7 separate regions of the Mus musculus genome follow, and all the other regions are linked to region 1. A link is a contact called in public ChIA-PET and HiChIP or PLAC-seq data. All regions are on one chromosome and are shown on one strand. Each heading gives the region's core, a stretch centred on a gene start, on an enhancer-like site or on the middle of the called end of the contact. The rest is flanking DNA. Distances are from core to core; before and after follow the strand shown.

Evidence for each region. ChIA-PET counts read pairs in DNA pulled down with a chosen protein or histone mark. HiChIP or PLAC-seq counts read pairs in DNA pulled down with a chosen protein or histone mark.
Region 2: a contact with region 1 is called in an H3K4me3 HiChIP or PLAC-seq map of embryonic forebrain, with 4 times the contacts expected there. The contact joins the promoter of Amz1 here to the promoter of Mafk in region 1. A contact is called at or near these places in 3 of 115 datasets of contacts at active chromatin or transcription factors (embryonic forebrain, epiblast stem cells and memory CD8 T cells).
Region 3: an H3K27ac HiChIP or PLAC-seq map of double positive thymocytes shows a contact between it and region 1, with 7 times the contacts expected there. The contact joins the promoter of Ttyh3 here to the promoter of Mafk in region 1. A contact is called at or near these places in 3 of 39 promoter capture datasets (cranial neural crest, embryonic stem cells and maxillary cranial neural crest) and 11 of 115 datasets of contacts at active chromatin or transcription factors (the NIH/3T3 cell line, astrocytes, double positive thymocytes and 8 more).
Region 4: an H3K4me3 HiChIP or PLAC-seq map of embryonic forebrain shows a contact between it and region 1, with 4 times the contacts expected there. The contact joins the enhancer-like site here to the promoter of Mafk in region 1. A contact is called at or near these places in 4 of 115 datasets of contacts at active chromatin or transcription factors (astrocytes, bone marrow-derived macrophages, double positive thymocytes and 1 more) and 1 of 9 other capture datasets (embryonic stem cells).
Region 5: a contact with region 1 is called in an H3K4me3 HiChIP or PLAC-seq map of forebrain, with 5 times the contacts expected there. The contact joins the enhancer-like site here to the promoter of Mafk in region 1. A contact is called at or near these places in 5 of 115 datasets of contacts at active chromatin or transcription factors (astrocytes, embryonic forebrain, embryonic hindbrain and 2 more) and 1 of 9 other capture datasets (adipose tissue).
Region 6: a contact with region 1 is called in an RNA polymerase II ChIA-PET map of memory CD8 T cells, with 35 read pairs. The contact joins the promoter of Chst12 here to the promoter of Mafk in region 1. A contact is called at or near these places in 2 of 39 promoter capture datasets (liver and pre-B cells), 5 of 484 Hi-C or Micro-C datasets (B cells, CD4 T cells, CD8 T cells and 2 more), 9 of 115 datasets of contacts at active chromatin or transcription factors (cardiomyocytes, double positive thymocytes, effector CD8 T cells and 6 more) and 3 of 9 other capture datasets (adipose tissue, liver and macrophages).
Region 7: a contact with region 1 is called in an H3K27ac HiChIP or PLAC-seq map of trophoblast stem cells, with 9 read pairs. The contact joins the enhancer-like site here to the promoter of Mafk in region 1. A contact is called at or near these places in 1 of 39 promoter capture datasets (stem cell-derived epiblast-like cells), 1 of 484 Hi-C or Micro-C datasets (bone marrow-derived macrophages), 4 of 115 datasets of contacts at active chromatin or transcription factors (embryonic hindbrain, embryonic stem cells, epiblast stem cells and 1 more) and 1 of 9 other capture datasets (embryonic stem cells).

What each region holds. Positions count from the first base shown.
Region 1 is chr5:139,790,105-139,792,878 of GRCm38.p6, reverse strand. Mafk (v-maf musculoaponeurotic fibrosarcoma oncogene family, protein K (avian)) reads right to left here and starts at 1,343. Exons shown (of 3, transcript NM_010757.2): 1 at 1,167-1,343.
Region 2 is chr5:140,722,673-140,725,446 of GRCm38.p6, reverse strand. It overlaps Amz1 (archaelysin family metallopeptidase 1), which reads right to left and starts at 1,320. Exons shown (of 8, transcript NM_173405.2): 1 at 1,279-1,320; 2 at 976-1,073.
Region 3 is chr5:140,647,638-140,650,411 of GRCm38.p6, reverse strand. It overlaps Ttyh3 (tweety family member 3), which reads left to right and starts at 1,381. Exons shown (of 14, transcript NM_175274.5): 1 at 1,381-1,707. The coding sequence starts at 1,585.
Region 4 is chr5:140,582,816-140,585,589 of GRCm38.p6, reverse strand. No RefSeq gene overlaps it. Among named protein-coding and RNA genes, the nearest start is that of Gm30603, 12 kb to the left of the region's middle. Within about 2 kb of position 1,364, at least 79 of the 459 cell types and tissues checked have an H3K27ac peak or open chromatin away from gene starts, as enhancers often do. A contact at or near this core is called in astrocytes, embryonic forebrain and embryonic stem cells, where this site is marked.
Region 5 is chr5:140,542,094-140,544,867 of GRCm38.p6, reverse strand. All of the region lies in intron 2 of Gm42808 (a long non-coding RNA gene), which reads left to right. Among named protein-coding and RNA genes, the nearest start is that of Gm42808, 6.2 kb to the left of the region's middle. Within about 2 kb of position 1,452, at least 36 of the 459 cell types and tissues checked have an H3K27ac peak or open chromatin away from gene starts, as enhancers often do. A contact at or near this core is called in astrocytes and forebrain, where this site is marked.
Region 6 is chr5:140,504,239-140,507,012 of GRCm38.p6, reverse strand. Chst12 (carbohydrate sulfotransferase 12) reads right to left here and starts at 1,404. Exons shown (of 2, transcript NM_021528.3): 1 at 1,317-1,404. All of the region lies in intron 4 of Gm38728 (a long non-coding RNA gene), which reads left to right.
Region 7 is chr5:140,440,164-140,442,937 of GRCm38.p6, reverse strand. It overlaps Eif3b (eukaryotic translation initiation factor 3, subunit B), which reads right to left. Exons shown (of 19, transcript NM_133916.2): 15 at 1,827-1,952; 16 at 1,124-1,201; 17 at 706-814; 18 at 502-618; 19 at 1-64. The coding sequence ends at 515. Among named protein-coding and RNA genes, the nearest start is that of Gm4869, 3.9 kb to the left of the region's middle. Within about 2 kb of position 1,362, at least 14 of the 459 cell types and tissues checked have an H3K27ac peak or open chromatin away from gene starts, as enhancers often do. A contact at or near this core is called in trophoblast stem cells, where this site is marked.

The sequences.
Region 1 (2,774 bases), core at 94-2,593:
CACCTACTGTTTCAGTTTGGTTTTGTGTGACAGTGTCTCGCTATGTAACTAAGGCTGGTCTTGAACTAGCTAAGCAATCCAGGCTAACCTTAAACTCAAGATCTTCCTGCCTCAGACTCCCATGTGCTAGGAGTACAAGCATGTGCCACCATAACATAATGGCTTTAGACCAACACCTTTGAAAGAAGTTACCTGGCCCTAAAACACCAGCTCAAAGCATCAAAGTACCCACGTGCACTCCACCAGATACCTTCTGAAATGTTGCTGCCACAGTATGACCTCAGCAGTGCCAACCTCTGGGGTCCCAGGGCTAATTTTAGTGACTCCACAGGAGTGGAAGGGGTGAACTACCTACCAGCTGAGACACAAGCTAGCTTTTGAGGACTGAGTGTACTGAGTGCCTGTCCATCAATTGGAAGGCGAACTGTTAAAGTGCATCTGTGTTAGCAATGAGAGCTGTGTGAAAAGCGAGGCTCAGACTAACTTCCCTAGAGAAACAAGAGCACCAAGCAGCCTCACCTCCCAAATACCGACTGCGTTCTTACGGGGCAAGTTCTAGGAGGCTGGAGTGGCTGTTATCTCAAGGATACCAGAAGAGGAGTCTATCTCCCCCAAAGAGATCTAATCTAGGCACCTAGGACCCACGAGGCTTTCTTCACCTGTAATTTGCTAGAGTTTTTGCTTCTGATTTCTCGCCGCACGCTCGTAAACATGCACACTCTTAACACGCCTATCCGCTCACCCTACTAGGGAACCTCGCACTTCAGAGTTGGATGGGACCTTGGCCCCAGACCACACCTGAAGAAAGTGACGGAAGCGATAGGCTGGCCAAGACGGTCACCTGCCTCGCTCCCCACCCACAGCTTCCACATCCGGCACCGCTGGCCGGTCAGCTGATTAGAAAGTGACACCAGTTACTCAGGCCCTTTCGGGGTCCCGGCCGGGGGCGAGGTGGGGGCGAATTCTACGCCGACGGAAATGGCCAGGTGCGCACGGCTCCCGGGTGCCACTCTCCCGCACGTGGTGGGTCCCGTGTGGGCCTTGAGCTAGGTCCCGCGTGGCACGTGCTCGAGGCCCAGGCTGGGTCCCGCGGCCTTCGGGGTGCTCCTCCCGCAGGTGCACGAACTCTGGGTTCCCCTACCCAGTTCCCGAAGCCCCTCACTCACCCGGGTCGCGCGCGGGGCCGGGCGCGGCGGCTCCTTGCGGACACGCACTCTTCACAAGCGCTTCTGCTCTCGCGCTCCCCTTAGTCGCCGTCTCCGCCTGCGCGCTTCGGACTTCTCGTTCCGACTCGGCGAAGAACAACAAGTCCCTGCCACCCGCCGCCCGCCGCCGGCTCCCCAGTACTGACACCGCTTCCGGGATCGCGCGTCGAAGCGCGTCACCGCCCCGCCCCCGCGATGGCCACGCCCCTAGTGATCACGCCCCTGTTGCTCACGCTTCTTCGCTCACCAAAACCACGCCCTCTCTGGCCGCGCGTCGGCACCACGCCCCTGATGGCCACGCCCCTCGCTGCCCCAGTCCCTGGGTCCTCCTACATGCTTCCACGTGCAGTTGTCTCATTGCTGAGCTCCTGGCCCTGTCCATCCCCAACACACCCGGGGCGGGGTCTGTGCTCCTTTCCCAAGGTAGGGGGTGTCAGGCGAGCGTGACGCACACTGGGTATGGACCCCACGTTTCCTTGAACTTTCAGCCTGGGCATTATGTCTCTATGTCACCCACTGTCGTCTATGCTACTCACTGTGATCCTGAGGCTGCTGGAGCCTCCCCGGGTCTTGGCAGAGAGAATAGAGGCCAACTGGCTAGTGACCATGTTCTGGACCTAACACCAAGCCCACGTCAAGGTGGCGAAGTGGCTCAGTTACACCACATAATCAGCAAGGCAGATGCACCCTACAAAGGAGAAAGAGATATGTATGTAGCATCCTCTTCTGACCCATACCATGACCTTTTGATTTATATCTGAGACAGAGGTAAGGTCTCACTGTGCAGCTCAGAGTGGCCTGGAACACTTATAAAACTTTATTTTTTTTTTTTACTTATTTATATGTGTGTTCATATGTATGTGGATTGGTGTGCACACACTACCACGAATGTGTGGAAGTCAGAGGGCAACTTTAGGGAATCTGTTTTTTCTTTCCACTTTTGGGTTCCGAAAATTGAACTCAGACTTGGTACCTTTACCCACTGAGCCACCTCACTGGCACTGTCTTGAAGCTCTTAATCCTTCTGCCTTCACCCTAAGTGCCTTCACCTAAGCCTGCCCCTCCCCCTCCCCCTCCCCCTCCCCCCTTCTCCCTCTCCTCCCTCCCTCTCCTCCCTCCCTCTCCCTCTCCCCCTCCCCCTCCCCTCCCCCTCCCCCCTCTCCCTCTCCCTGTAAGCAATGGATAGTGTCTTAGTTAGGTTTTTACTGCTGTGAATAGTCACCACGACCAAGGTAACTCTTATAAGGACAACATTTAGTTAGGGCTGCCTTATAGGTTCAGAGGTTTAGTCCATTATCATCAAGGATCATGGTAGCATCCAGGCAGTCATGGTGCAGGCAGAGCTGAGAGTTCTACATCTTCATCTGAAGGCTGCTAGGAAGACTGACTTCCAAGCAGTAAGGATGAGGGTCTTAAAGCCCACACCCACAGTGAGACACCTATTCCAACAAGGCCATACCTCCTAATAGTGCCACTTCCTGGGCCTAACATATTCAAACCACAACAGACAGAAAGCCATATCTCTCTGACTTGGGGATGCATGGACATATGGCTGTTTTCCATAGGCTT
Region 2 (2,774 bases), core at 71-2,570, 930 kb before region 1:
ACCAAGGCGCAGCCTGGCAGCAACAGACCCCTGCAGTGGCATCCAGGTAGCCCCCAGTGTGGGAAGACACCTGAGAGGGGGATCTGAGCAAGACCCCCAAATGGAGGTTTGTTCCTCGTGTCCACCACATGCCCAGTGACATCTGTCTCTGTCACCTTGGCAGTCCATGCACCCTAAGGGGGGGGGCAGGATGAGGCACAGGCATTCCCTTCAGGAGAGCATGGGCCTGGGAGCCAGGGAACAGCCCACCCTGGGGCTTCTGGTGGCTCTAGGCACCTGGAGGGTGGGGTCACCAAAGTATCTTCATCCCCCACATAGATAAAAGAGCTGGGGTGGGGGGCTACAAGGATAGAGAACAAGTAGCACATGGAGAGCATGGTACTGTCCTCAGATCCTGGGGACAAGACCCTGGGGACCCAAACTTCTCTTTATATGCTCTCACACTGCAGAAGTTGCATGCCTCCCAGACACTCCTCTACCCTACCCACAGGCTTGCACTCACTTTGAAACATCTGGTCAACCTCCATATATATATATATTTTTTTCTCCCGACTGCCCAGCACAGCTGGCTCCACCTGACCTCTCTCCGTTCAAGCCCAGTCCTCCTGCACAGCAAGATCCTCAGGTGTCCCTTAGTCTCACGAGAAAGCCCCATCTTGTCCCTGGAGCATCAAAGCTTCCTAGCCACCTGGCTCTGTCTGTCCCAGCCGTTTGTCCTCTCACCCCATGTGCCACCTCTGTGGGTGCCTTTTCTGGCACCCCCATTCTAGGAAGATGGCCTTTTAAAATTTGAGTGCAAGCCAACCTTATTCATCCCTACTGGCTGTCTCTCCTCTTTTCCAGTCTTTCTTCATCACTCCCAGACTCCAGGCTGTACCTAGATAACTGCTCTTCTCCCCTTCACCTGCCTGACTCCCAGTAGCTGCCGCCTCCCAGAAGCCCTCCAGTCATGCACTCCTTCTGACGGATAATTACCTGAGCCGTGGCTGTCTTTGGCTAGGAGGTCCACTTCGAGGGTGGGGACAGCAACTGCAGGGCACCTTGGTCTGGTCCTTCACCTAGTGACACCCAGCCTGTAGTGCACACATCCCCATCAGTCCTCTATTTCCCATCACTGTGCGCACCCAGCAGCCATCACACCCAGAGCGCATGCATACGGCCACAGTTCACCCTGTTGACACACATGCACATGTATGCACACACAAGAGCACACACTCCCAGACCACCTCTGACACACATCACACAAACACTTATGTGCCTACCCAAGCCCTCACTTACCGCACACATGCCACACACCGCCAGGCACGCTCGTGTCACTTCAACGGGTGCCGCCAGGAGCTGGGTAGTGTGAGCGGCTGCTGGCCGCCTCTGCCTGCCAGCCTTTGCCAAGCAGTTTCCATGGCGACACATCTTGGCTCTGACAGGAACTGATGTGTGTGGGGAAGAGGGTCCCACAGAGGGGGCGAGATGGGAGGTCTCTGTGTCCTCCGCCTCTGGCACAAACAGGGGAGTGTCCCACGAGTGGCCTAGGCTTACACCTCATGAAGGGGGTTCTAGGCTGCCTGGCACAGGAGCAGACTTAGGTCATTCAGTCATTCAACAAACCTCCTGGCATAATCACTCCGTGCTGATGATGGCTGGGGCTACAGTGTTGTCTATAATGTAGGTTTACGGAGGATGAGGTCTGGGGCTGACTCAGTTTCCCCAAATCCCCTCAGAAGGCCCTGTCCTAGGGAGGTCAGCTAACAGTCTTCTGAGAATCAAGGCCCTCCATCCATCTTCTTTGAGACTTGAGACCAGGAGGGGATGCTGGGTACCCCTTAGACGACCACTCGCTCAGCACCCTGCTCATCTCCTCTCCCTGACTCCACGCATCCTGCACTGTTCCTTGCCTGGCTCCTATCAGAAGTCTTTTCTCACCCTTCTGCCCAGGCCTCTCTCCTGGCTCATTTTGGACAATAAAAGATGACAGATCTATGGTTCTGTCTGTAAAGTGATTTCCACATAGGCATGAGGACTCAAATCCAGACCTCGTAGCACCTACATAAAAGGCAGATGCAGGAGTACGCCCTTATAATTCCAGAGCCGGGGAAGCAGGGGCGGAGAAATCCCTGGGGCTTACAAGCCAGCCAACCTAGCCTGGGAGCTCCAGGTTCAGTTGAGAGCCTGTCTCAAAAGATAGTGTGGAGAAACAGGAGAGAGGCTGAGGGTCCACTGCTCCTCCAGAAGATCTAAATACACGTGGTGCACGCACACACATGGACACTGATTTATAAACTAAAGAGACGAACGGTTACACAGGGAGGAATATTTGCAGAATGAGGTTGGTCAGTGGGAAGCCCGGGGCAAGGTGGGAGGCAAAGTCACTGAACGTCACTGACTCTGGGGACTCTAGGCTGATGATGCTACATTGTAATGTGGATTGAATGGAGTCTAGCTTGTCCCCCTCCACCCCCCAAAGGCTAGGGTGCTGTAAGCTTGGTCCCCATGTGATCCCAGTACAGAGTCCAACAGAGCTCACTGATGGTCAGTCTAACCAACCCGGTGAAAACAGAGTTGAATGAGAAAGACCTTGTCTCAAAAGCCAAGGTGGGGAAGCTCGATCGGTGGTTAAGGGGACCGGCTGCTCTTCCCAACAACGTATCAGGAGGATCACAACCACCTGGGTCCCCCAGTTCCGTGGGATCCAGCACTGTCTTTTGGCTTCTGTGGGCACTCACCCAAAGGTGCAAGAGGAAGGAGAAGAAAGAGAGAAAGATACCTGATGTCAACCT
Region 3 (2,774 bases), core at 132-2,631, 860 kb before region 1:
TCACCTGCTGCACTGACTCTGTCTGGCAAGTGCTCATTTGACACTAGGAGGAAAGCTCGGCCTGGGGGTGGGGCGAGGGGGAACAGCCATTGCTGTGTGGCCCTGGAGTAAGAAGCCTAAGAACTTCTTACCTATCGCTGCAGGCTGATTCCCAGCTAGGTAGCTTCCTCCAGCCATCCAGAACATTGAAACCCACAGCTCTGTAAAGGGCCCCTGCCCTCGGGCCAGAGTGCAAGGAAGGAGATGCCTCAGGCAGTTGCATGAACTGAAAGACAGGTCTGTCAGGAAGCCACTGTCCAGCTGAGGAGTGAGGCTACCTAGCCGATGGAGAAGCTGCATGTGTCTAGTTTCTAAGAACATAAGGCCCCAGGGTTGTGAGTGCACAGAGCCAAGTGGATATGTTCGCTCCACCCGGGGAGAAGCAAGAACTGCCCCCCTGCCCCCATGACCTTTCTATAGGCTGTGTCCTGACCAGTAGCCTAGTTTCCAAGATGGGATACAGGGAACTTTCTTTACATCTTCCTTTTGCATCTTTAGAATGATGCAAGCAAGTGAGGTGCGGCGGTTCAGGCCTGTTATCCCAGTACCTGGGAGGCTGAAGCAAGAGGACTGCCAAGTTTGAGGCTAGGCTGAGCAATTTACAGAGATCCCGCGACAGAAAAAGTAAAACAGGGGATTGGGGATTTAGGTCGGTGGTAGAGTGCCTGGCTTGCATGCGTAAGGCCCTGGTTCCATAACTGAAATTAAAGCAGGTGGGTATTCAATCTATCTGCCCATTATCGCCTTACACGCGGCTTTATGGCTTATGCGCCAGGCTTTGTTCTGAGCACTTCACACTCGGTTTATCTCCGCAACGCCTTTTCTCAGACTACAACACTGATACCGAGAGGCTAAGTCATTCGCCCAAGAGCACACAGCTGCAGCTCCCGAATGCAGATCATGTCCATCCTAGAGACAGGTCACTGGTTCCCTGGCAGGTCCTTATGAGGGCTGCGTGGAAACCGGATCAAACCAGAGAGCAAAGGCATGGGTCGGAGAGGATGCTACACGTGAGCTTTGGATTCCAGCCTTCGTGGTCTACAGGGAAGAAATGGCTGAAGAGGTTGAGGGTCCTGCCTAAACCGAGAGGTGTAGGCAAAAAGACCAATGGTAACGCAGGGGGCAGGGCCTATGGGAGAAATGCCAATGGCAGTCCGGAGGCAGAGACTGCCCTGGTATGGGCGGGGTCTGCGTGGTGCCGACCAATAGCATTGTGTGGGGCGGGGCCGAATGTCCGGGAGGGCGGTTGGGGTGGGGCCTGAGGGCGGTGGGCCTATGGCGGTGTGGGGGTGGAGCCTGAAGGCGAGCGGGCGGGTGCGCGGAGGGGGCGGCGGCAGCGGCGGTGAACAAAGAGGCGGCGGGCGCGGGCGGCCGAGCGGAGCCGAGCGCAGCCGAGCCGGGCCGAGCCGGGCCGAGCCGGGCCGGGCCAGGGCCCCTGGAAGCGGGCACGATGAGGGCAGCTGAGCAGGGGTCGGCGGGTCCCTGAGCCCCGTGCATCCGGCAGCGAGGGAAGCCCGGCGCAGCGCCCGTGGCCGCCCGCCCGCCATGGCCGGGGTCAGCTACGCGGCGCCCTGGTGGGTGAGCCTCCTGCACCGGCTGCCGCACTTCGACCTGCGGTGGGAGGCCACCAGCAGCCAATTCCGGCCCGAGGACGCCGACTACCAGCAGGTGACGCGCGCCCCCGGGTGCGGGGTCAGGGGCCCCGGGTCATGGCCCCTCCCAAGGAGCTGGAGCTTCCCCATCCCCTTTCATTCTAGGAGTCGCCTCCCGTTCACTGATAACCTTTCCAGGGATTAATGTCGAACACCCCCTGGAAGGTGTTCAGCCCCTCTGTGTCACCAGGGCCTCCGATCCGGATTGACGGAGCTGCCTCCCTCCCCTGATAGACCCTCTTCTGATCCTATGGGTTCCTGGTAGGCCCGTCTTCATCCTTTGGGCAGTCAGCTTCTCCCCAGCAGAGCCCCCGCTAGCCAAGGCTGGATCCCTGGGTTCAGGCAGGAGGGTATTCCTCGTTCTCTTTCCCCAGCTAGGGAATCCCTTTGCCAGACTGTTGGTGGGTGAGGAGCCTGGGCCATCGCCAGCCTTCTGTGGCTGCTAATGACCCCTTGCTTCACGGTCAGGCTGTGGGATGTACACAGGGTGTCGTGTGGTTGTGGGAAACCAGGGTGCCAGCAGTCTCTCTACCCAGGGTGGAAAATGAGGCCTGGCTGAAGTGGGGTGAGTGGGCCTCCGTCTGGGCTGGGGGCCATGGGGCACTTGGCAGCCCTCTCCCTGCGAAGCCCTAAGTCTGGCGTCCTGCCAAGTCCCAGCACCACCCCCACTACTGAACCACTGTCATTTGAGTGCAGAGCAGGGGGACTAGGGCTGTGGGCTTTTCCTTCCTGCTCCAGATTCCAGAAAAAAAAGAATGATCAGCCCACTTGGTCACTAAGCACCTCACAGTTTCTCTCCGGCGGCTCCTGGGACAGACAGTAGCCTGGGAATCAAGTACTCCTGGGGCTGTGCCAAATATCTCTGCCGCCATCCTCATCTTACTGAAGTTGAGGGTGAGAGAACACAGGACTGTCCCTGCTCCCACTCTCTGCCTACCTGACCCCAGCTCCAGTAGCTGATGGTGTTCCTGAGCAGATTAGAACAGGTGTGAGGGGTAGAGCAAAACCTGAGTCCTGAAAGACAGCAAGGAGATGCACCCGGGACCCAGGACCTCACCTGGGGATTTTGTGGGGAAGACCAGG
Region 4 (2,774 bases), core at 115-2,614, 790 kb before region 1:
CAGCTGCTCTCCTTATTCTTTTGTTTGTTTCTTGTTATGCAGCCTTGGCTGGCACAGAGATCCTCCTGACTCTGTCTACCGAGTGCAGTGGTCAAAGGTGTGTGCTGCCACCGACTGGCTTCCATCTTGATTTTTTTTGAGAGGAGCTCTCCGGTTGAACTTGGGGCTCATTGATTTGCCAGGACGACTGACCAATAAGCTTCAGGAGTCCCCCTGTCACTCGTGTACACCCTAAACACCAAGGCTGGGGTTATAAGCACACTCCACCATGGCTGCTTTTCAAATGGGTTCAGGGGATCTGAACTCATGTCCTCGTGCTTGTACGGCCAACATTTTACTGAGTCATCTCTTCCTCCCTTGTTCCTTAATAAACTGCAGGGTCCTGTGTATACCAAAGAATTGTTTTAAAGTAAATGTCTTTCTGATTTATGGTGAGCGTTTGGTTTGTGGACTTGTTTTTAATGTATGTAGCTATCTGAGATCATGTAAAGATGTCTCAAGCTTTGTAATTTGAGAAAGGAGTCAGTGTGGAAACCATTTGAGAAGCTGCGTTTCAGTGATGTACTGGTCTGGAATCCTAGATCCTGGGCCTCCATCTTCTGGGGGTGGAAGAGGAGGAGAGAGGGCAGATGTCTTTCATGCTCAGACTCATGGTTCTGAGGGAGATAGGGAGATAGAAAGTTGAGTTTCCCTGGAGAGGTCAAGCCAGTCTAGAGAGAGAGCTCGGCCTCCCCTTGGTGCCTCTGTCCATGGATCCCATCCTACAACACAGGGACCACACCCTCTAAGGACCTATTGCACCCTTGGTCTTGGACCTTCTGGCCCAGTGGAGTTGGTATTCTAGAGGGACTGTTGGCAAGTGACTCTGGAGGTCTCTAAAAGGTGGTGCTGACCTGCAAGCCCAGCAGGGACATCGTAGATCTAAGAATAGCCTGAGTTACATAATGACACCCTGTCACAAAAAAACAAGCAAACAAACAAACAACAAAAACTTAGAAAGGGGGCTGGCTGGGAGTTTAGCTCAGTGGGTGTAGTACTTGTCTGGCATACCCGAAGAGCAGAGGGCAGGCCAGAGAGATCAGGACTGAGGACTCTTCTCCACAATAGGAAAAACTGACCACCTGGCTGAGTCCAATTCCCGCCAAGCCACTGTAGTTCCCAGAGAACTGGAGGGCTAGGGACACAGGGACAATGCCAGGGACAAAGAGCTGGGGCCAGGGGCCCTGGGGGTTAGACTTATGGCCTCTCCTGACCTCAGCAGAGAAACTAGCCTTGTTGGGCACAGCCAAGTCACAGAGACCAGCCTGGGGGGGTGGGACCAGGGCAGTGAAAGGCCCAGAGAAAGGATTAGTCCAAGCCCAGAGGCCTGGCAGGTGCCATGGCAACCTGGAGCCCGAGCTGGGACAATAGGCCTGTGTTAACACCCTCTGTCTGCCTCTGTGGGGCTGGGGGCTTGTTAACCAGCTTAGCAGGCTGAGGGCGGCCATTCACATGGAAATATGGGCTTTGGAGCTGAGGGTGTGGGAGGTGACCGGGCAGGTGCAGGGACAGAGGGAAGAGTGAGTCTTACCTTCTTGCCTGGCCCACATTCCCACACTGCCCAGGGCTCAGCCATGTGTCCTGGGGGGTGGGAGTGGGTTGTTACTCTGTACGTGGACAGCGTGGGCAGCCCAGGCTTTATGGGACCCACAAAACATGGGATTGGTGAGGGTCCTGGGGAGGGCAGTGGGTGGGCTCTGGAGGTGAGAGACCTGTAAATGGAGATACTATAATGAGATGGACAATCTGTACTGCTACCCCAAAGCCAACCTTACCCTAAGGACTTTGAGGGTGTCCCTTCCTTCTCAGTTCTGTCGCCAGCCCCAGGCCCCGCTGTGCCTCTGGCTCCAGCCTCTGTCGACACAGGAGGCTGGCCTTGTAGCTTAGTTGCTCTCCTCTTCCACCCAGATGGCTCCCCTCCCCTCTGCCTCCTCACACCTGTTCCTTCTGCCCAGCCCCCATCTGGAACCCTCCCCCAGCCCAGCCCAGCCCAGCCCTGGTCCACCCTGCCTCACAGAAACCTTTCCCAAGCCCCCCCTACCCTCTAATGTAGTTCAGGCATTTGGTAGCATTTCTGATTTCTTTCAGATTTCCTATTCTACTCAGGCAGGTCTCTCCAAACTGCCATGTCAGGCCCTAGGCGTGTCTAGGGAGAACACTCACACAGGACTTACAAGAGGGACCAGTCCCTGACCATGTTGGGGGATGGCAACAGGTCAGGCCTCGAAGCCTCATTCTGAGGTTGCATGATGCTCACACCATCAGGGGAGGGACAGAGCCCCGAGGCTCCACTATGGCGCTGGGGAAAGCCCCTTGCAAACTGAGATGCCCTGGAATGCTTGGGCAGGCCAGAGTGACAGGGAAGGAGCCAAGCAGGTGTCTAAGCCTCTGTTGATGCAGGATTACAGCCATCTGGCTGCATCTCCGGGCAGTGTCCCTCCCTCCTGGCTCTGGGAAGCCACCAGGCAAGGCAGGGAGAGCTGCAGCAGTGGCAGGGTCAGTCTCAGTCTCTGCATGGAGAGAGCCGAGCATCTGAGGTGTGGAGAACCAGGGTGGCTCTGTAGTAGCCTCTGGGTTGGGACCTCTAGGTGGATGCTTCCCTTCGTGAGTTGGGGGAGGGGAGAGGCTCCCACGGGAGAAAAAGAAGCCCTGACAGTTTGTCCAGCAGGAAGCTGTGGTCATGGCCCTCTGCCAGAAGCTGTGTCCTTGTGGGGAAACTGAGGCTCAAGGGCAAT
Region 5 (2,774 bases), core at 203-2,702, 750 kb before region 1:
CTGCTTCTGTGTGTCTGGGTCGTGGTGGGGCAGAGCATCATGGTGGACGGACATGGTGGAGAGGGGCAAGTGGAAGAGAGGGGGAGGAAGAGAAAGAGTAGTAGTAGGGGCCAGCGAGATGGCTCAGTAGGAAAAGGAGCTTGCCACCAGTCCTGAATATCTGAGTTCAATCCCTGGGACCCATGTAGTGGAAGGACTCCCTGGCTCCTAAAAGATATCATTTTCAATTCAACCCATAACAAGCTCCATGCATGTGTGGACCTCCTCAGATAGGAAGGCTCGCACTGCAGCCCTGGCAGGGTCTGTTTTGTCAGAATCACGGCAGCCTGTTTCCTGTACGTTCTCAGATATTTCAGTGACGATTTCAGTGACTTTAATTGGAAAAATACATACTTTAGAGAAAGAGTTTTTTTTTATTTGTGTGTGTGTATGTGTGTGTGTGTGTGTGAGAGAGAGAGAGAGAGAGAGAGAGAGAGAGAGAGAGAGAGAGAGAGAGAGAGAGCAATTTTGTGTATGAGCACGGGGGCATAAATATCCTGGCCCATGTGACGGTCAGAGGGCAGCCTCGGGTATCTGAACTTGCCCTTCACCTTGCTTGTGACAGGGTCTCAGATTTTCTGCTGCACACACAGCAGAATAGGTGGCTTGTAAACTTCTAAGGATTCGCCTGTCTCTGTCTCTCTTGTCCCTTCACCCCCCTCCACCGGGTGTGCTGGATTATGCATGGAATCACAGCCAGTTTTCTGTGGGTGGCTGCTGGGGATTTGAACTCAGTTCCTCAAGTTTGTGCAGCCAGCAGTTTCTCACTGAGCCATCTCCTTGGCCCACTTTTCTTTCATTTCAGAGACAGGACCTTTGCTGACATCAGCAGCCTTTGCTGACATCAACAGTCATAGGTAGCATGGAATGGCCTTGTATTTCTAAACTTTCTGTCTCTGCCACCGCTCCTGGTTTATGTGGTCCTCTACCAACTGAGTCCCATCCTAAGCCCCTAATTAAAAAAGATTTATTCATTGTTATTTTATGTGTATGAGCGCTTTGTTTACACCTAAGTCTGTGCATTCCTTGTGTGCCTAGTGCCCAAAGAGACCAGAGACCAGTGTCAGATCCCCTGAAACTGGAGTTAGAAATGGCTGTGAGCCACCAGGTGGATTCTGGGAGCTAAACCTCAGTCTCTGCAACAGCAGCCAGTTTTCTTAACTACTGAGCCCCTCTACAGCTTCCTCTTAACCTGTCCTCTTATAAATGAGTTATGAAGAGGTTTTGCAAATATTTTGGGGAGGACACTGAGACCCTCCACTGGGGATGGGTTGCCACTCTGTGCTCTAGCTGAGTTCCTGCCAGTCTTGGGGAGAGGTAGGGAGTGGGAAGTGGGCACAGCCAGTGGCCGGATGGAGCAGAATCCAGACCTTGACAGTTCAGGGGAGGCCAGAGGGACCCATTGTGCTCTGGCCAACTGCCTAGAACATCCCGGAACTTGGAAATGGGGGCCACGTCCTCCTGAGAGCACACTAGGCTTCGTCTTTACAGAGGGGCAGAATCAGGGGTGGGGGTGGGGAATCGGCAGGCAGAACCATGATGTGTCAGGAGGTGGAGGGTACACTGACAGTCAGTGACCCAGGCTGGATGCCCCTGTCTGTGTTTGTGCCTTGAAGACCCCGCAAAGCTGTTCAATTCTTCTCCCTCCGGCCAGCATCTCTGCAGCCAAGAGCCCCTTCCTTCTCTGTGAACTCTGCCATGCTGACAGCCAGCCATTCAGAGCCTGTCATGGGCTCAGGTCCAGCTTAGGAGACAAAGCTGTCCCCAGGGCCACAGCCTGGCTGACCCTGGATGGGTAGTTGGCACTGCTGCTTGGGCAGCCCCTCACCATGGATACTACCACCCACATTCAGCTCAGAGGTGGCCATTGTCTCCCTGCCAGTGTGTGGCAAGCACCCAAGAGCCCAGGCTGGCATTGCCACAGTGGTGTCTCAGGCCACGGGATGGAAGGGAGTATTTTCCCACGCACTAGGATCCAGTGGTCCTGGAACAGTGACCTGGTAGATGGATGTCTTATTTAGGGTCTGTATCCCTGCACAAAACATCATGACCAAGATGCAAGTTGGGGAGGAAAGGGTTTATTTGGCTTACACTTCCACACTGCTGTTCATCACCAAAGGAAGTCAGGACTGGAACTCAGGTAGGTCAGGAAGCAGGAGCTGATGCAGAGGCCATGGAGGGATGTTTCTTACTGGCTTGCTTCCCCTGGCTTGCTCAGCTTGCTCTCTTATAGAACCCAAGACCACCAGTCCAGGGATGGCCCCACCCATAATGGGCCTTTCCTCCTTGATCACTAATTGAGAAAATGCCTTACAGCTGGATCTCATGGAGGCATTTCCTCAAGGGAGGCTCCTTTCTCTGTGATAACTCCAGCTTGTGTCAAGGTGACACACAAACCAGCCAGTACAATGAGGAAACTGAGGCCTGGGGAAGAAAGGTGTTCGCCCTCAGTGCCAGCAGGAACTGGACAGAGGCTGCCCTACGTGAAAGCCCACCTGTGGCTTCTGCTTGTCCTCGTTACTTGATTGACACTCTTCCCAGTCCCTCCCCATCCATCCAGACAGGCCACTGATCCTCTTGCTCTTGTCTTCCTCCTAACCCACCCAGGTTTCTCTTGGGAGGCCTCCATGGGCCATGTGGTCTTATGCATAGAACGCTATGGGGTCTGGCCCTGTGTGGCTCAGACTGAATGGTCCCTGAGGAATCTTCCAGGCCCTCTGTCTCTTCACTGGTTG
Region 6 (2,774 bases), core at 155-2,654, 710 kb before region 1:
CCTGGCATTCTCTTTGCATACCGCAAACGTCTTTCATACACTTGGCACTCAAGTGGCCCTGAACCAGGACGACCTGAGCTACCCAGGGCCCATGGTTCCCAGCATTCCACCCAATATGGTGGTTTGCCCTTACAGCAGGAAACTGAAGATGCAGACCCACGAAAGCGACATGACAATACGGGTACAAGCAAGCTCAGCCCCAGATCCTAGCAAGGAAATTAAACATGAAGGTACAGGCAGGCCCTTTTGTAATTTTTGTGTTGTTTTGTTTTAAGTCTGAGTCTTACCCTGTAGCCCAGGCTGGCCTGAACCTCACTATGCGGCCCAGGCTGCCCTCAAACTCACAGCAATCTTCTTGCCTAAGCTCACAAGAACTGGCACCACGCTCCACCTTAGGCAACTCGCTCCACCTTAGGCAACTCGCGAAGTTGCAGTATCATACCCAGCACATAGCAGTTTCCCAACAATCTTTTTTCTCTCCTTCACACCCGGAAACAGGGCCCTAACTCATGTTACCTAGGCTGGAGCCACACGGTGCTGTCCCAGCAATGGAAGGCTCACAGCCCCGTTCTCCCCCGAGGGTGACATTCCCACTCAATTCCGGGGCTCCCAGCGCAGCGTGGGATTATAAAATAAATAATTTAAGAAGGGTGCAAACATTACAGCTCTCTGTGCGACAGCTAGGCGGATGTGCGGAAGGAACCCAAGGTCTGCCAGCGATGTCTTCGTGGCCAGAAGCCCAAAGAGAAGATAGGTCCTACTGTTAGCCACTAATGCGCGGCTTCCTGTGGCCCACCAGGCATGAGGCTGCTGCTGGGGGCACCCGCAGCAATGCACAGGGCAGGAGGATGCTCAGTAGACTGGGGTGAGATGTGGGGCCAGTGCTTGCTCGGTACAAAACCTGGCTTCGGAGACAGCCTCCTGCAAGGTCTGGCCGGGACACTGCAGCACAACAGTCTCTGAACAATTGCTTTCTCGCCTGGACACCCAAACAGCCAGAGGCAAAACTGGGAAGGTGTTTTCCCAACCTCCGAGCCAGCCGCTACTACTGCAAAGGAGGTCGGCCAAGTGGCCACACCTTCCTCCACGCATTCTGCAGGGCTGCACAAGAAGATGGCTCAGAGAAGGTGCACGCTTGGCTAAGGTTACACAGCCAGCTGGACAGAACTGGGATTCGAACCCGGGACCACGTGGGAGCTGCCTAAGCCAGGCAGAAGGAGGTACCAATCTGCATCGCCAAACCATGGACCATCGCCCCACCCTAGGACTCGGGACTCCTACGCACCCCTCGCTCTGCTCGAGCCTGCGCTCCTCACCTAGCGCCCGCCACAGTCACCGCCGCTGCTGCTGTTGCTGGTGATGCTGATTCTGCAGCCGAAATCGCCTCCTCCCGCTAGCAGCCCCGCCCGAGGCGCGGCTCCGCCCCCAGGCAGACCTCCCTCCATCCTCTCGCGAGAGCTAACGAGCGGGACTACGCCCGTTCTGGATGCGCTTGCGCACTTCTCCCCGTTCCTGCCCTCGCCAGCCAGTGCCATGTGGCACCTTATTTACGGCCAGAGATTGGTCCCACCCACCATCCCTGAGCGTCCCGCCCCTTTTGCAGCAACCAATCCGGAGTGGGGGCGTGGCTGATCTCAAGGGGCGTTGCCTGTCTCGCAGTTTGAACTTGCAACGTGGGCTGTGCAAGCTGACAATCCTGTCAGAGTTTATGGGGCTTAAGAGAGACCATGCAGGTAAAGCTCTTAGTGAGAGCCAGGCATGGTGCAAGCTGTCACCGCAGCTACTTGGCAGGGGGGAGGGAGGAACGGGAGGGGCTGAGGCAGTAGGATAGGAAGTTCCAGGTTAGCCGTACTTAATGAGAGCCTGTCTCAAAAACAAACAAACAAACAAACAAACAAGGTATGGGGAGAGGATTCAGTGGGTAAATGAGGTGCTCGCCTCACAAAGGTGAGAAACTGTGGTCAGATCCACAGAACCTGTGAACAGCCCATGCTCGTGAGCCAGGCTCCGTGGTGCTTGCCTGTATGGCAAGACCGGGAGGCAGAGAGAGAGTCTGGAGCTTGCTGGCTCCCTAGCCCTCTCTATATGGTGAAGTTTCAGACAAAAGAGAAGCTCTGTCTCAAACAGAAGTTGGAAGGTGCCTGAGGTTGTCCTCTGAGTCCCACATATCACACATGAGGTGCACACATGCACCTGCAAAAGAAAGCTAGCGTGGTGACGCACACTTAACATCCCAGCACTGAGCTGCCTTCCCAAAGCAGGGGACTGGTTCCGAGCCAACGGGCTCTCCCAGTGCCTAGGGTTAGAAGCCTCTTTCTGTAGCAGTATGACACAGAATGGCAGAGGACAGAACCTAGGAAGATTTATTATATTCTGGTGGCAGATGATCCCATCTTACTAACTAGGATTCAAAACCTACAGCTGAGTCCCCTGGGTTGCCATGTGTGCGTGTGACCTGCTCAGGCTGCTCTAACTGTAACACAGACCCAGCCTCAACTATGGACAGCTCTTTTCCTAGGGTTCTGCAGGCCAGATGCCAGGAGTTGAGGTAGCAAGCAGGCTGGTTCTTGCAGAGAGCCCTGCAGGAGCATCTTCCAGCCCTTCTCTTTACCTCCCTTTTGCGTACTTCAGCCCAGATTTCCATTTTCATAAGGGCACAGCCAGACAAGATCAGGACTATCCCATGACCTCATTTCATTACCATTCTCCTGGCTCAGTCTCCAAATAAGGTCATCTCTAAGGCACTAGGAGCTAGAGCACCAACATCTCTTTCC
Region 7 (2,774 bases), core at 113-2,612, 650 kb before region 1:
TAAGAGCCCAGCACGAGGCTCGCCGTGAAGGGTGGCCTCGGATCCTGGGCACGGCACGGTGACACTGCAACAGATGAACCACCATTTAGTCAGACACAAAGCAAGGGAGCACAGCCGGACTCTTCACTGAGCAGGCTCCATGCCATGAGAGGCTTAGCGCTCACGCTCGCCCTCTCCCCCCCCACCCTCTCTCTCATGGTTCCTGAAGGAGCCCAGTACCAAGCAATACCACATGCAGGCAGGCAGGCAGGCAGGCAGGCAGGCAGGCAGGCAGGCAGGCAGGTAGGCACTCCGTCCTGCACCAACAATATCAACATGGTGACAGTGCTGTCCCTGACCTCTGGAGATGGCCATGCCCGCCTCTGCTTCTCCCCAAGCTCCCTAGCACCCACTAGCAGCAGCACTGCCACCCTCCTGGGATGTCCTCTATGTGGTGGTCTAACAAGCAGCCAGGGCTCGTCAGCAGACCCTCATTCCTAGTTTCTTGTTCACAGATCTTACCACAGTGCTGAGATCACTCCTGACTTCCCAGAGGAATGACTTCCTCGGTGACAAAAAACTCAATGGTCTCTTCCTCCCAGTCATCCACGTTGCTGTCCAGCTCGTCAGTGTCCACCCCTGAGAGAACAGACAATAGACTGACCCCTGGGACACGGCCTCTCGGGGAACCACTGCACTTGCAGACAAGCCCAGAAGCTTGGTTACCTCCTCGTAGCTCTAGACGCTCGTTCTTCTGCTTCATGTAGAGTTCCTGGGCCATTTTCCGGTATTGCCGGAAGTCCTCCATCATGGTCCGCCTTCTTTCCACCAGTTCCTGTCAGGTAGGGAAGGTTGTAGGACATTCTTGCTCAATGACAATGACCCCACCATATCTAGCAACCACTGGTGAAGAAGTCTGGAAGATGTCAGTGCTTGTGCACTGGGCAAGCCTTCCACAGAACCTCCCTTAAGCGGGGCCCTCGTTCCTCTTCCTAATCATACTCCCCCCTGCTTCTTGCAAGAAAAAGCTAGCCTTCACTCAGTGTTGTGGGTGCTGGCCTTCTGCTCCCCATTGCTAGTTCGTTCACCTTCACATCCGGAGAACAAGCCAGATCAGGCTCCTGTGAGCATCCCTCAGGCTCACCTTTGAAGCTTTGGACTGGCTCAAGCGATCCTTCTGCTCAAAGATCTTGGAGTACTTCTTCAGATCCTTTTTAATTTGCTGAAACCAAGACAAGTCTCTCAGGATTGAGCCTTCAAAGCAAGATTCCCAACTGCTGCCTTTAAAGATGCCAGTGTGCAGTGACAGCCTCCAGGACTAAGAGGATTCAGCCCCAGGGCACCAGCATGGCCAGCTGGCGAGTCTCACCTCATGGAGATGATTCCTAAGGTGAGTCACTCCCAGCTCTGACCTAATACCACAAACCTATCCCATTACATAACCCCTTCTTAGCTCTTCCAATCCCACTGGAACTTGCTTATAGCCTGTCTGGCTTAAACAGACTATCATGGGTATTCTGAAGTCGGGGGTGGGGGGGTGGGGGGGTGGGGGGGAAGAAGGTGCAAGGGGAGGGGAGCAGAGGACACAGGCAGGATCATCCTATTGCTATATGTCAGAGTCTGGAAAGAACTCACCATCCTCCTGCCTCAGCCTACTGGGATTATAAGCACTGCCTAACCTAACATGGCTTTGGGTCAGGTCTCATTGGCCCTGCATCTCTTCAGAGCCCTCTCCACGTCCTACCTCCACTCTCCATTGACTGCCCCTGTCCAGTCACAGGACAAATGCTTGGTTTCCTTCAGTGCCACAACAGTTCCCTTACCCCAACCAGGCAGGGACCACAGACCTTTATCTGATCCTGGCTGAGGAGTGTTGGGGGCCTTGGTCTCCAGAGCAGCTGGCAGAAGCGGTCCTTGTTGTTCTTCTGCAGAAGGCGACCTTGGAAGGTCCACAGCCAGTAAGCATTGTCCACCTAGAGGGCAGTGGGAACCATCATGCAAAATGTGCAAGGCTGCCCTGGACCGTTACTCTTAGCAGCCACAGCACCAACCTGAGCTCTGGACAAAAACACCTGCACCTGGCTGTGTTCCCCCTCCAGCAGAAAAGATGGCTAGCAAACAATGCTGCAAGGATCCTGGGCCTGCTCGTCACCCACTGGTCTATGACAAGAAACTCTCACAGCAGTGCCAATGAGAACAGCAGCAACTTCAGCTTAGCTTTCTCCGCAAGATTCTAGAGACAGATTCTCTCTGTGTAGCCCTGGCTGTCCTGGAACCCTCTCTGTAGACCAGGCTGGCCTCGAACTCAGAAATCCGCCTGCCTCTGCCTCCCAGGAGCTCCGCCTCAACTCAAATGCTGGGCTCCTTGCTGCCAACCATCTCTTCAGGGGCTTTGTGAACTGAATGGAACAGCCCCACATAGGCTTTAAAGACTCTCACTTCCTTCCCCTCGGCCCTTTTGGGGGTGGGAGATGCTGGGATGGAACCCAGGCAGGTGCTATGCTATGCACTGACATTGCCAGTCCTACAATGTGCTACATAAGTGTTGGGATGGGTCCTAGACAGCACATCCTGTCCTGAGTATAGAGTGCTATTCCAGACACTACCCAAGGACTCTGGGAAGCAAGGGGTCACATCTCATCAGCTGGAGCCCTCTGAGCTCACAGGTTTTGTTTTCATGGACTGGTTCAACTGTCTACTTAACAGTAAACACAGGCACAGTGCTCCAGCAGGCCCAGCCAAGCAGACATGCCCAATGCTCTGGTAGCTGACCCCTCAGCTGCGCGAGGTTTGTG